Regions from separate parts of the Rattus norvegicus genome. Here region 1 is linked to region 2. Evidence: chromatin contacts called from public Hi-C data. All regions are on one chromosome and are shown on one strand. The core of a region is the stretch at or near the end of the contact, and the rest is flanking DNA. Distances in the headings are between cores, read along the strand shown.

Region 1 (5,822 bases), core at 1,758-4,257, 36 kb after region 2:
TGTGGCTGTAGGTGTGCTGAGAAGTGGGGGCGTGGGAGGGTATGGAGGCCTGGGGAATGGGCCCGGGGTCTGGGTTTAGGCTCCTCTCTCCCTTCAGCAAGAAGTTCCTGTGGGAGGAACTGGAGCTGGTGCGGGAAGAGGTGACTTTCATCTATCAGAAGCTCCGTGAGTTCCTGGAAGCGCACAGCCTGGAAGGGATGTGGGGCTACCCTGCTTTCCCCGTTCACTGAGCCTTCTTCCCCAACAGAGAACCAGGAGGACGAGATCTCAGAGAATCTCCTGAATATCCAGAAGATGCAGAAAACACAGGTGAAGTGCCGCAAGGTGAGCTGAGAAAACGAGTGCCTGAGGGACAGCGGGCCAAGAGGCGCTTCCTCCGGCTTCCACCTCTGAACTCGATCTAGGAGGCAGAATTCAAAGCCCAGCTCTGCTACTTAATGCTGTGTGACTATGGGCAAATCACTTTGCCTCTCCGGGCTCGATTTGCCCCTCCATATAACGGGTGTAATAGCTGCGATTCCTCCCGGATCGGAAAGTTGTGCTCCCTGAGGGTTCCATACTGTCGATACGGCCTGGAATTGATGTGCTACATCATGATTACCTTTTCCTATGGTCATCATTACTTGCGTGTCTAATCACTTGCTCCCCCAAACCCCCTCCCGAACCAGGTTCTTACCAAGATGAAGCAGCAGGCATGTGACTCATCTTCATGGCCAGAGGCTGAGGGGGTGCCCGCAGACAGCGGTGGTTGCTGGAAGGATGACCTCCAGAAGGAGCTGAGTGACATATGGTGAGGCTAGCTTCCGGTGTGACCTCTGACCCCTAACCCTCCTCTGACCTGCCTCTCTCCCGGCTGCGTCTGGAACTCAATTGGCTCTAATCCCTCCTACTTCTAGGAATCATTCTTTCTACAGCTGCCCTTGCCCTAGCGAGGATTCAGGGGTACCCCGGATACCCCAACATCTCTTGGGGCCCTGTCTCTCTGTCTCCCCACAGGTCTGCTGTTCACAGTCTGCAGAGCTCCATCGACTGTCTTGCTTTGTCCATGGGCACCAGACCAAAGGCTTCCAGTCTCAGGGGTGAGGAGCCGGATGTAATGGGGGGGATCACTCCCAGCCCCGCGTGTATGAGGCCACCTTTAAGAGGGTCACATAGGTTGGGGTTCCAAGGCTACCTTAGAAAGCTGAGGAACTGGTTGAGATTTCGAAGAAGGCAGAACCCCAGAAATTAGGGGGTGGGTGAAAGAGGACCTCAAATCCATGGGTGTTTCATGAGCAAGCTACTTTGGGGTCACATTTAGGATCTGTGAGAATTTCTTTCTGTTTTTGAGATATAATCTCACATAGCCCAGATTAATTTAAACTCACTATGTATTCAAGAATGACCTGAATTCCCATCCCCTCTACATCCACCACCCCCCCATTCTGGAGTTACAGATGTGAGCCACCATTCCTGGCACTATAGGAATTTTTTAGATGTATTTTATTTTATGTTTGTGGGCGTTTTCCATAGATCTGTGCCTAGTGCCTCAGGCCAGAAAAAGGTGTCAGAGGCTTGTGAGCCACCCTGTGGGTGCTGAGAATCATTGATATAATTTGGTATTACTTTGGGTCAACCAAGGGATGCGTGTGTCTGGATGATAAATCAGTGAGGTTTCATCTCAAGAGATGTGGAGCTCATATTCTGAAGTTGCTAGAGGGTCATATTGAGGACCTGAAGGGCCAGGATGGCATGTCTCTCCCACAGGCCAGAAAGGACACCAGTGCCAGAGTTCTCAGTGCCCCTCCTGGGACTCCGATTCTGACTGGGAGAGACCTTTCAGCAAGAGCGGATCCTACCCTCCCGGTACAGACCCTACTCAACCCCTCTCCATCCCTTACCATCTGGCCCACTTGTGATTCCCACAGTGTAGGCCTTGAGGCTAGCACTGTACCTGGGCATTTGGTCCCTGGCTGGCAACCCTGAGTTCTCCTGGTTCAAACCAGACCACGACCTACCTTCTCTCCCCATAGCTTGAGCAGCTGGGACTGCTTGCCCTGAAGACCCCTCCAGAGAGAAAATAAACTAGCTGAGACCTTCGTCCACCCTGGACTTTTGCACCTGCTGGTTCAAGAGTCTGGGGTCCTCCCCATGCCAACCCCAGATAACTCTGGTATCTCAAAGGAGGCACTTTTCAGGATGTGTGGACAGTGATCAAGATTTAGGGTGTATTAGTTGGGCATGTATGTGATACAAGCACTAGGGAGGTAGGTGGAAGGAAGGTCACTTTAAAGTTAACACAGCCAAGTATGAGACCAGCCTGAGCTACAGAAGACCTTGTCTCAAAATCAAAGTGGGCCTGCCAAATGGCTCACTGGGTAAAGGCACTTACTGCCAAGTCTGAAGACCTGAGTTTGATCCTAGGGACCCTCATGGTGGTAGAGAACTGGCTCGTGCAAGTTGTCCTCCAACCTATAAATGCACACCGACACACACCCCAATAAATAAATGTTCTTAAAACCTTTTTTTCCAAGGCAGGGTTTCTCTAGCCCTGGCTGTCCTGGAACTCTCTCGGTAGACCAGGTTGGCACTGAATTTACAGAGATCTGTCTGCCTCTGCTTCCCAAGTGCTGGGATTAAAGGCGTGTGGCCACCACTGCCCAGCAAATAAATGCAACTTAAAAAACTTAAAAACACAAAATCAGGGCAATACTTGCCTAGCATGCAGGAAGCTTTGCGTTCCAACCCCATCATTCAAACCAGATGTGGTGGAACAGGTGTGAAATTCCAGCACGCAAGGAGATGAGGCAGGAGGACCCAATGTTCAAGGCTAATCTTGGCTACAAAGAAAACTGGAGCTTGAGCTGGTAGCTTAATCTGTGTGAGACCCTGTCTCAAACACAAAAATGGATCTGGGATGCCAAATGGAGAAGAGGTGTGCCAGAGGGTGTTCTTTGAAGAGGCTGAGCTCCTCTTTTCCCTCAGCCTATCCTACCTTGTCCTTACTCTCTATTTCCATTCTTTTCCCTTCAAATCTCTGCCAACGCGTCCTGCCCCGCCTCATTGAGTTATGCAAATGAACGTCATATAGCCCTGCCCCGTTATTCTCACAACTCCCCGCCCCTCTGTGTTATGCAAATGAGACCCAAAGGCCCCGCCCACCTGGTGAAGAAGAGACTTGGGCCCGCCCCCCACGGGTTATGCAAATGATGGCTCCTGCCCCCGCCCCACTGGGTTATGCAAATAAGGCACCCTGTGGCCCCGCCCCTGCCTCGGCCACGGAGTCTGCGCGGAGCGGCAAGTCCGGCGGTCCAGGCTTCTTCTCGTTGTCCGCCTGCCTGACCAGCGATCTGTCTGACTGTTCTGCGGCGCCGGGACCGTCTAGAGGGAGCGAGGGTTCAGGCGGCGGCGGCCTAGACAGGGTGAGGGAGAAGCGTGGGCGACCCCTCTTTCTAGCCCGGGGGCTGCCCATCCTGGACACGCAGGACCATACCATGGACGTGGGTCTTTCCGATCCCTTCCCTGCGGGTCCATTGCGGAGGGGAGGGCAGCTAGGGGGAGGGGAGGCGGTGATCTAGGGCTTTAGATGGGGTTGGGGGAGGGGAACCTGGAGAAGGGGACCCCCCCCCACCGGGGACCTCAAGAGCCAGGCCACAGTGCTGCGAGGGTGGCTGTGGATGAATGATGGTGTAGCTGCCCCTTGTCGGTGTGTGGTTGTGTAACTGGTTGTGTGGTTGTCTGGCTGTGATGGGTTCGGGTGTGTCCACTGATTTTGAATGTCTGTGTGTGTGTGTGTGTGTGTGTGTGTGTAGAGAGAGAGAGAAAACATGTACTCCGTGTGTTGTGTGTGTGTGTGTGTGTGTGTGTTGGTGTCTAGTTGTGTGGTCTGTCATTTTGTAGTTACTGTTGTGTTCCTTCTGATGTTGTGTGACTGTTTTGCAATCTGGCAGGTGTCTGCTCTTACGTGCCTTTTGTGTGTGCTGCAAGTCACATATATCCCTACCTGACCATGTGGCTGAGGCTGTGGGTGGCAGGCTGTCTCTCCTATGACTGTGGAGAGGGTGTTCATGTGTGTGATTGTCATTGAGCGCCTTGTAACTGGGGGTGTGACTCTGTGACCCATTCTGTGAGTCTCATTGTGTGGAGTGACTCTGTGATTCTAAGTGGTTAGCAGCCTTGAGTCTATGGGGGTGACTGTATCAGGGCAAGGATTTGTGGGGGGCTGGGGTGTCTCTCTGTGTGCCTCTCTGACTGCGTGTTTGAGGGAGTATGTTCCATCCGTGTGGGTGTCTATGACAGGCCGTATGCAAACTGTGTGTGTGTGTGTGTGTGTGTGTGTGTGTGTGTGTTTAGAAGTACTGGGGATTTGTGTGAATGAGCAAATCTGGTTTGCTCAGCATGAAACAGGCACCCCACACAGTATGCTTGGCTCTTGCTGTGAAATGGAGGGATGTCATGTTCTGAGATGTCCCCGTGTGTGGTGTTTGGGATGGAAGCCTTGCCTGGGTTATATCTTGTGTGGGAGTGCTCATATGGGTGACTCTGTACATCTGAGACCTGTGGTGACCCTCACTCCAACATGTCACTCTGTGGAGTAGGCCTCAATGGAGCCCTGGATGTACAGTGCCCACCCTCACCTGCCTGGGCCTCAATTTCCACATCGGTGCAATGGAGATGAGTGTCCTTGCCCTGCTGACCTCAAGGAGTGTCTGTGAGTTGGTGGTGGTGGAGGTGGATGCCTGTCGGAAGCCCTAGGGCACTTTCACAGGTGAGACAGGAGTCACTGGGTACACACTGGCATGACTGTATTGGCTACTGATGCTTTGGGAACTGAAGTTAGGTGTGGGGGAGGGGTAGTGAGAGGAGACTGGAGAGGCAGCTGGCCTGGGAGGATGGGGGGTGCGAAGCAGCTGGGAGAGAGGGAGTATCTGGCTATCAGCCCACACCAGATACCACAGCCCATGGGGACAGGGAGGGGGATGTGGAGGCCATGGTGGAAGAGACTTGGAGAAGGGAGAGGGTAAGAAGCATGGGATCTCCTGGGCAAAGAAGATGAAGTTCCCTAAAATATGACAGAGGGGACCAAGGAGAGAGTCCCCTTCTCTAAAGGCTGAATAGAGGTTCCCATAAATGGGGTCTGTGGAATTTCTTTAATTGAAGAGAGAGAGAAGAGGTCACTGTAGAACCTTCTGAGAGACCAACTTGTACAGGTTGCCATCTGACCTCCAGCATGACCTCCACATGAGCTGTGTGGCACACGTGCACAGAGACTCAACAAAGAATACATGTAACACATGTAATACATGTAATACATGTAAGAAAAAAAAAAGGCTAGCTCTCTGGTAGACCTCAGAGCCCTGGGAAGAGGCAGGGAAGTCCAGTGAGCAGGATCAGGGGCCAGTAAGGTGGGGTCCGGTTGCTGAGCGTGGCCAGGTTAAAGAGCAGACCCAGAATTCTATGAAGCTTCATTTACTCAGTGATGTGGCCCCAGAGTTCCCGTTCCTTTCCCTCCACAGGCCCAGGTGTCACCATGGCTGGAGGGAGACCTCACCTGAAGCGGAGTTTCTCCATCATCCCCTGCTTTGTCTTCGTGGAGGTGAGAACCTCAGAGCCACTCTGAGAACGGGCTCTGTCCCTCTGTCCCTTTGTCCCTCTGTCCCTGCCTAGCCTGTCTCCCTGCTCTTGGCCTAGTTCTTTCATATATATATATATATATATATATATATATATATATATATATATATATATATATGAATCTCCCCACATTCCTTCCTGGCTCTAGTCACTCCTGCCTCTGGCTGTCGGACCTCTTCCACCCCATTACCTCAGAACTTCTGCTGCTA
Region 2 (5,188 bases), core at 1,692-4,191:
TATGCTAGGTCTGGCTAACCACCCCTCCACCCCCATCACATAAACCTAGCATAGTGGCAAATGTCTATAATCCCGGCATTCTGTAGGAGGACCAGAGTTCAAGGTCATCCTTGGTAGTGAGTTTTAGGCTAGCCTGGGCTACTTGACACCAACACCTTGTCTCAAAACAAAGTAAAAACACTGAAAACATTTTCTTGGAAATAAAGAGATATGAGCATCAAGGAAGCTAGACCGGTTTCTCTGTGGAGGCATCATCTGGCCCAGTGCCTGAGGAGGTGAGACCACATCTCTCTTGGACATGGTGGTCAGAGGGTCAACAGCACCCACAGCTCTGGTTCCAGGGGTGCAATGCTCTGGCCTCTGCTCCTGAATGCGTGCAGGCTGTGGTGGGCTAGCACACAGAAACAAAACAAACTCAGAGATCCACTGGCCTCTGCCTCCCAAAGCGCTGGGATTAAAGATGTGTGCCAACTCCATTCAGCCTTTCTTTCTTCCTTTCTTTCTTTCTTTCTTTCTTTCTTTCTTTCTTTCTTTCTTCCTTTCTTCCTTCCTTTCTTTTTTTCTTTTTTTGAGAGACAGGGTCTCTCACTATTTATCTCTGACTGACCTTGAACCCAAAGAGATCTACCTGCCTTTGCCTCCTGAGTGTTAGGAATAAAGGCATGTACCTGACTGTTTTTCCTTTTCCAATTTCAACTCCTTAGTTATCTTAGGATGATCCTGAACTCCCGGTTCTCCTGCCTTTACCTCCCCAGCGCTGGACTTACAGCATGCACTGCCACTCCAGCTAACAGGGGGCTGGGGCTGGAACCCAGGTCTTACCCATGCTAGGTAAGAGACCTCCCAACTGAGTAACATCCTCAAGCTCTTCTTTTCTTGCTTTTTGAGACAGTCTTAGTCCATAGCCTAGGCCAGCCTGGAACCCCATATGTAGCCCAGGTTGGCCTCAAACCCAAGGCAATCCTGCTCCAGCCTCCTGAGTACAGAGACTGCAGACATGAGGTGCAGACATTTTTGTTGGTGTTTTGGAGTATGGGGATTTTGAGATATGGGCTTACTGTGTAGACCATTATCAGTGACCAAACCCCCCTGCCTCAGCCTCCCTGGTACTGAGATTACTCATTGTGTGCTGCCACAACTGGCTTTAGAACTCTTGCTTTTTGGGGCGTGGGGCTGGGTCTCCTGTATCCCAAGAAGACCTCCAACTCACTATGTAGTTGATGATGACCTCGAACCTTCTCATCCTCCTGTTTCCACTTCCCAAGAGCTGGGATGACGGACATGAATCACCCACCATGTCCCTACTCCCAGCCAGGGGTTTCTTTTGGATAAGGGTCTGGCAGCTAGGTGTCCCTGGATCTGTTTTGGCTTCTGGTGAGAGCTTTTTGCTTAAGGTTGGGGCAGAAAACTGGAGGGCAGAGAGATGTATTTAGAAAGTATGGCACAGGGGACAGCTTCATTTTACGAGAAGCTGCTCTTGTTGTAAGTCATCCAAGTCCCACCAGAACTCAGCCCCTGAGGGAAATGATTATCCTACTCGCAGATCTAGTCACCCCCTAGATGACCACCTTAAAGACTGGGGCCACACTGTCAGTCCCAGCCCTGGGCAGGATTACAAACAAGGACCTCAAGACACTGCCGGCTCCAGATTCATCGAAACTCCCTTCTAGTGACTAAGGCAGAGAGTGATAGAGCAAGACACTCCCCTGCCTCTGCCCACAGGTGCACGAACCATACACACAGGCAAACAGCCACAAAAACCTTTTTTTCCTGTTTTTTTTTTAATTTTTTACATATTACCTAGACTTGTAAAAAACTGAAGTATGGTATGTCTTGCTCACGTGGATCAAGTAATAAATATTATACTATCCCCCAACATGGTTAGTTTTGAGACAGGATCTCACTGTGTAGCCAGGCTGGCCTCAAACTCACAGAGATCCACCTGCTTCTGCCTCCTGAGTGCTGGGATTAAAGGTTTCCACCACTATGCCTAGATCTAATTTTTAAACAGAAGCCCAGGCTTTCCTTCTGAAAATCAATTTCTCATTTAAGCCCATTGTGGTGGCAAGTCCTGTAATTCCAGCACAAGGACATACATGGACATGGTGGTGGCAGCTGGGTCCCTGAGTTCAAGGCTAACCCGGACTACATACTGAGTTCTAGAATAGCCAGGACTACACAGAAACCCTGTCTCAAAAAAAATAAAAACAACAACAACAGCAAAAAAATTCAAGGTCCGATCCTGTAAAATGCTCGCAATACAAGCTCAATGAGCTGATTTGGGACACCTAGAACCCATAAGAGGGACGGAGCACCAACAGGGTCTCTTCACACCTCCACATCTGTGCTGTGGCTTACCTGCTGTCCCCAACCCCAAATGAAAAAATGAAATAATTTAAAAGCGAAAGGTGTAAACTAAACGAAGATGGCAAACACCAGTGTCTGACCTCTGCATTCCCGTGTTTAAACATACACTCCCAATGCTTGCACACACACACAAAAGAGGGGCCAGCAAGATGTTCAGCTGGCAAGTTTGCTTGTTGCAAGTCAAATGAGCTGAATTTTCCTGGATCCACATGGTAGAAAGAACTGACTGTCAGAGTTGTTCTCTGACCTCTATCTAAACTCATATCACGAGATGTGCAAATACAAGTGGTCACATACAGTAAAGAAAGTAATAATGATTTTAAAAGAAAATGTGATCAAAAGCCAGGCATGATGGAATTCTCCAGTAATCCTAGGATTCCGGAGGGGAGGCAGGAGAATCAGGAGTTTGTCATCCTGGGTTACAGACTGGCGTAGTGGCCCACTCGGGAGGCAGAAACAAGCTGATCTCTAGAGTTCTAAGGATAACCTGGACTACATTGTGAATTTCAGAACAGCCTCGACCCATATTAAGACCCTGCCTGTTGGTATTCTGTCTAAGCTCCACCCCCCACAGCTACCTAGCAATAGTCAGTCATGTTCTGCCCTACAGTTAGCTGGCAAAAGCCAAGTCTGCCTGACACTATAAAAGCGGCTGCTTGCCCTCTTCCTCTTTGTTCCTTCTCTCCCCATTCCCCTTCCCCCTTCCCTCCACGTGCTCATGGCCGGCCTTTACTTCTCCCCTTTTCTACTCTTCTTCTCTCATTAAATTTCTACATGTGGAACCGTTAGTTTGGTGTGGTTTGTCGGGAAGCGAGATTTCTACCCCGACACTGCCTAAAATAACAAAATAACGGATCTCACACAAGAAAACAGAAGAACACATCTTTCCACAGCTGTAACCGCGGAGCTGAAGACAAGGCGTGGGAACAGTCGTTCCAAGATTTCTCCTTCTTACATGCATCTCCCACCCACGATTCCATTTTGTAACCATTAACGGAAGTTAGCGAAGAGAGTCTTCTATTGGCGCAGTCTGATAGGAAATCCTTGTGTGGATTCTGGGAAATGTAGTCCTTGAGCGGGGCAAAGTGCCAGGCAAGAGTTATTGATTCAGATGGAGGCTTAGTTACAGAGTATTAGCGAAAAGTTTCAGAGAACAGAGCCTCTTCTCCGCCTCTTATCTTCCCAGCTTTAGACCAATGACGAGGGACCATCCCTGGTTTCCAGGGGTCTGATGCTCTCTTCTGATCCTGGCAGCACACGGGGCGCGCGCACACCCCCCCCCCATACACATAAAAACAATTCTGTAAAATCTGTGGGGAGGTGGGCACTGTGTGCCACTGCACACGTATGGAGGTCAGAGAACAAACTGTAGCAATCCCACCTGGCTGCTGGGGGTTGAGTCTCTTCTTTTATTTCTATGGGGCGCTCACTGCTCTTTGAGGAGGAATTGATAATAAAATACCAAAAAACCGCTATCGGTCCCTTTGTCTTTTTTGGTTTTTATTTTGTGCTCATTCTTGGCGATGATATGAACTTGGAACAGCTAAGTGTAACAGTGTGCGTGAGTCTAGGTTTTGCGAGGATGAAATGAATGCCTGAGGGTGGGTGCTTTTAAAAGATTGATCCTGTGGGACAGGGGACACGTTGTATCTTTGTGGCTAACTCCGGGTGTGTCAGAATGCTCTTCTGTGGTTAAACATCTTTAAAGCTCCGTTGAGGTTGGTCCTCCTGTGGCAAAACTAAGGCACCAGGCATTCTCCGTATCTTCCGATCTCCCGGTTTCCCCGGTATCCCCATGTCCCCATCTCCCGATCTCCCAGTGTGCACACTAACAATGGTTTGCATCTTCAAAAAGCCTGGCGTTATTACAGCATCATTTGCATTGTGTTAGGGTGTTTGTGTTACTGTAGTTTGATTTTGTTTTTTGTTTGTTTTGTTTTGTTTGAGACAGGCTACTGTGTAGCCAGGGCTGTCCTCAAACTCACAGATATCCACCTGACTCTGCCCCAGGTTCAACACCAGGCCAGGCACTCACTTGGTTTTGACATCCCCTCACTTTTATGGGGGAATGTACTCTACAGAAGGAAATACCAAAAAGGAGATCCAATCCAACTGATTTCTGAGTGACATCAGATTGTCCACCTTGTCCCATGACTCACAACTGTTTGTAAAAACTTAAATCTCCTTGCATTTATCTACTTGTGGGGTGTAGAGTGTGATAGAGTACCTTGATTATAAAAAAACAGAATTCCCGTGAGGTTACAGCTGGCCTTGCTCAACCATCATCAGTCAGCTCAGAGAGAAGTGTCTTCTGAGACAGCCGATCTCCCCTCGAGCAAACAATCTGAGGAAGGAGATACCACAGGCCAGCACATAGCCCCCTCAACCCCAAGCCCCTCATCTATCTCTAGACTAACCGGTTTCCCTCACATGCAGGACGTCATGCAGGAGAGTGCCTATCCCTCTGTCCTTCCATGTTTTTTCAAACAGTCTCATCCTTGAGATCGATTTGGTTTCTTTTCTCACTTTCCTGTTTACTCTCTCTGCCTCTCCCACTCCTAAACTAATGAAGTGCAAAGCTGCAAGGCCAGGAGTAAGCCCAGTGGATTCTGGGTAAGCCCAGTGTGTTCTGGGTTTGGAGATTTATTTAATCATTTTGTTTACAGGTGTTTGCCTGAATGTATGTCTGTGCACTGTGTGTGTGTGTGTGTGTGTGTGTGTGTGTGTGTGTGTGTGTGTGTGTGTGCCTGGTATCTGTGGAGGTCAGAAGAGAGCATCAGATCCCTGGGACTGGAGTTACTGGTGGTTGTGAGCCACCACG

Evidence for each region. A called contact is a pair of places that touch in the nucleus more often than the background predicts.
Region 1: a Hi-C map of liver shows a contact between it and region 2, with 7 times the contacts expected there. The contact joins the promoter of Plppr2 here to the enhancer-like site in region 2. A contact is called at or near these places in 3 of 12 Hi-C or Micro-C datasets (the A7r5 cell line, hepatocytes and liver).

The regions. Positions count from the first base shown.
Region 1 is chr8:28,740,144-28,745,965 of GRCr8, forward strand. It overlaps Plppr2 (phospholipid phosphatase related 2), which reads left to right and starts at 3,008. Exons shown (of 10, transcript NM_001005881.4): 1 at 3,008-3,401; 2 at 4,578-4,747; 3 at 5,496-5,575. The coding sequence starts at 5,510. Ccdc159 (coiled-coil domain containing 159) reads left to right here. Exons shown (of 13, transcript NM_001371565.1): 8 at 98-165; 9 at 248-324; 10 at 669-790; 11 at 997-1,079; 12 at 1,747-1,845; 13 at 2,013-2,078. The coding sequence ends at 2,017.
Region 2 is chr8:28,704,015-28,709,202 of GRCr8, forward strand. No RefSeq gene overlaps it. Among named protein-coding and RNA genes, the nearest start is that of Rab3d, 19 kb to the right of the region's middle. Within about 2 kb of position 2,942, at least 60 of the 93 cell types and tissues checked have an H3K27ac peak or open chromatin away from gene starts, as enhancers often do. A contact at or near this core is called in the A7r5 cell line, hepatocytes and liver, where this site is marked.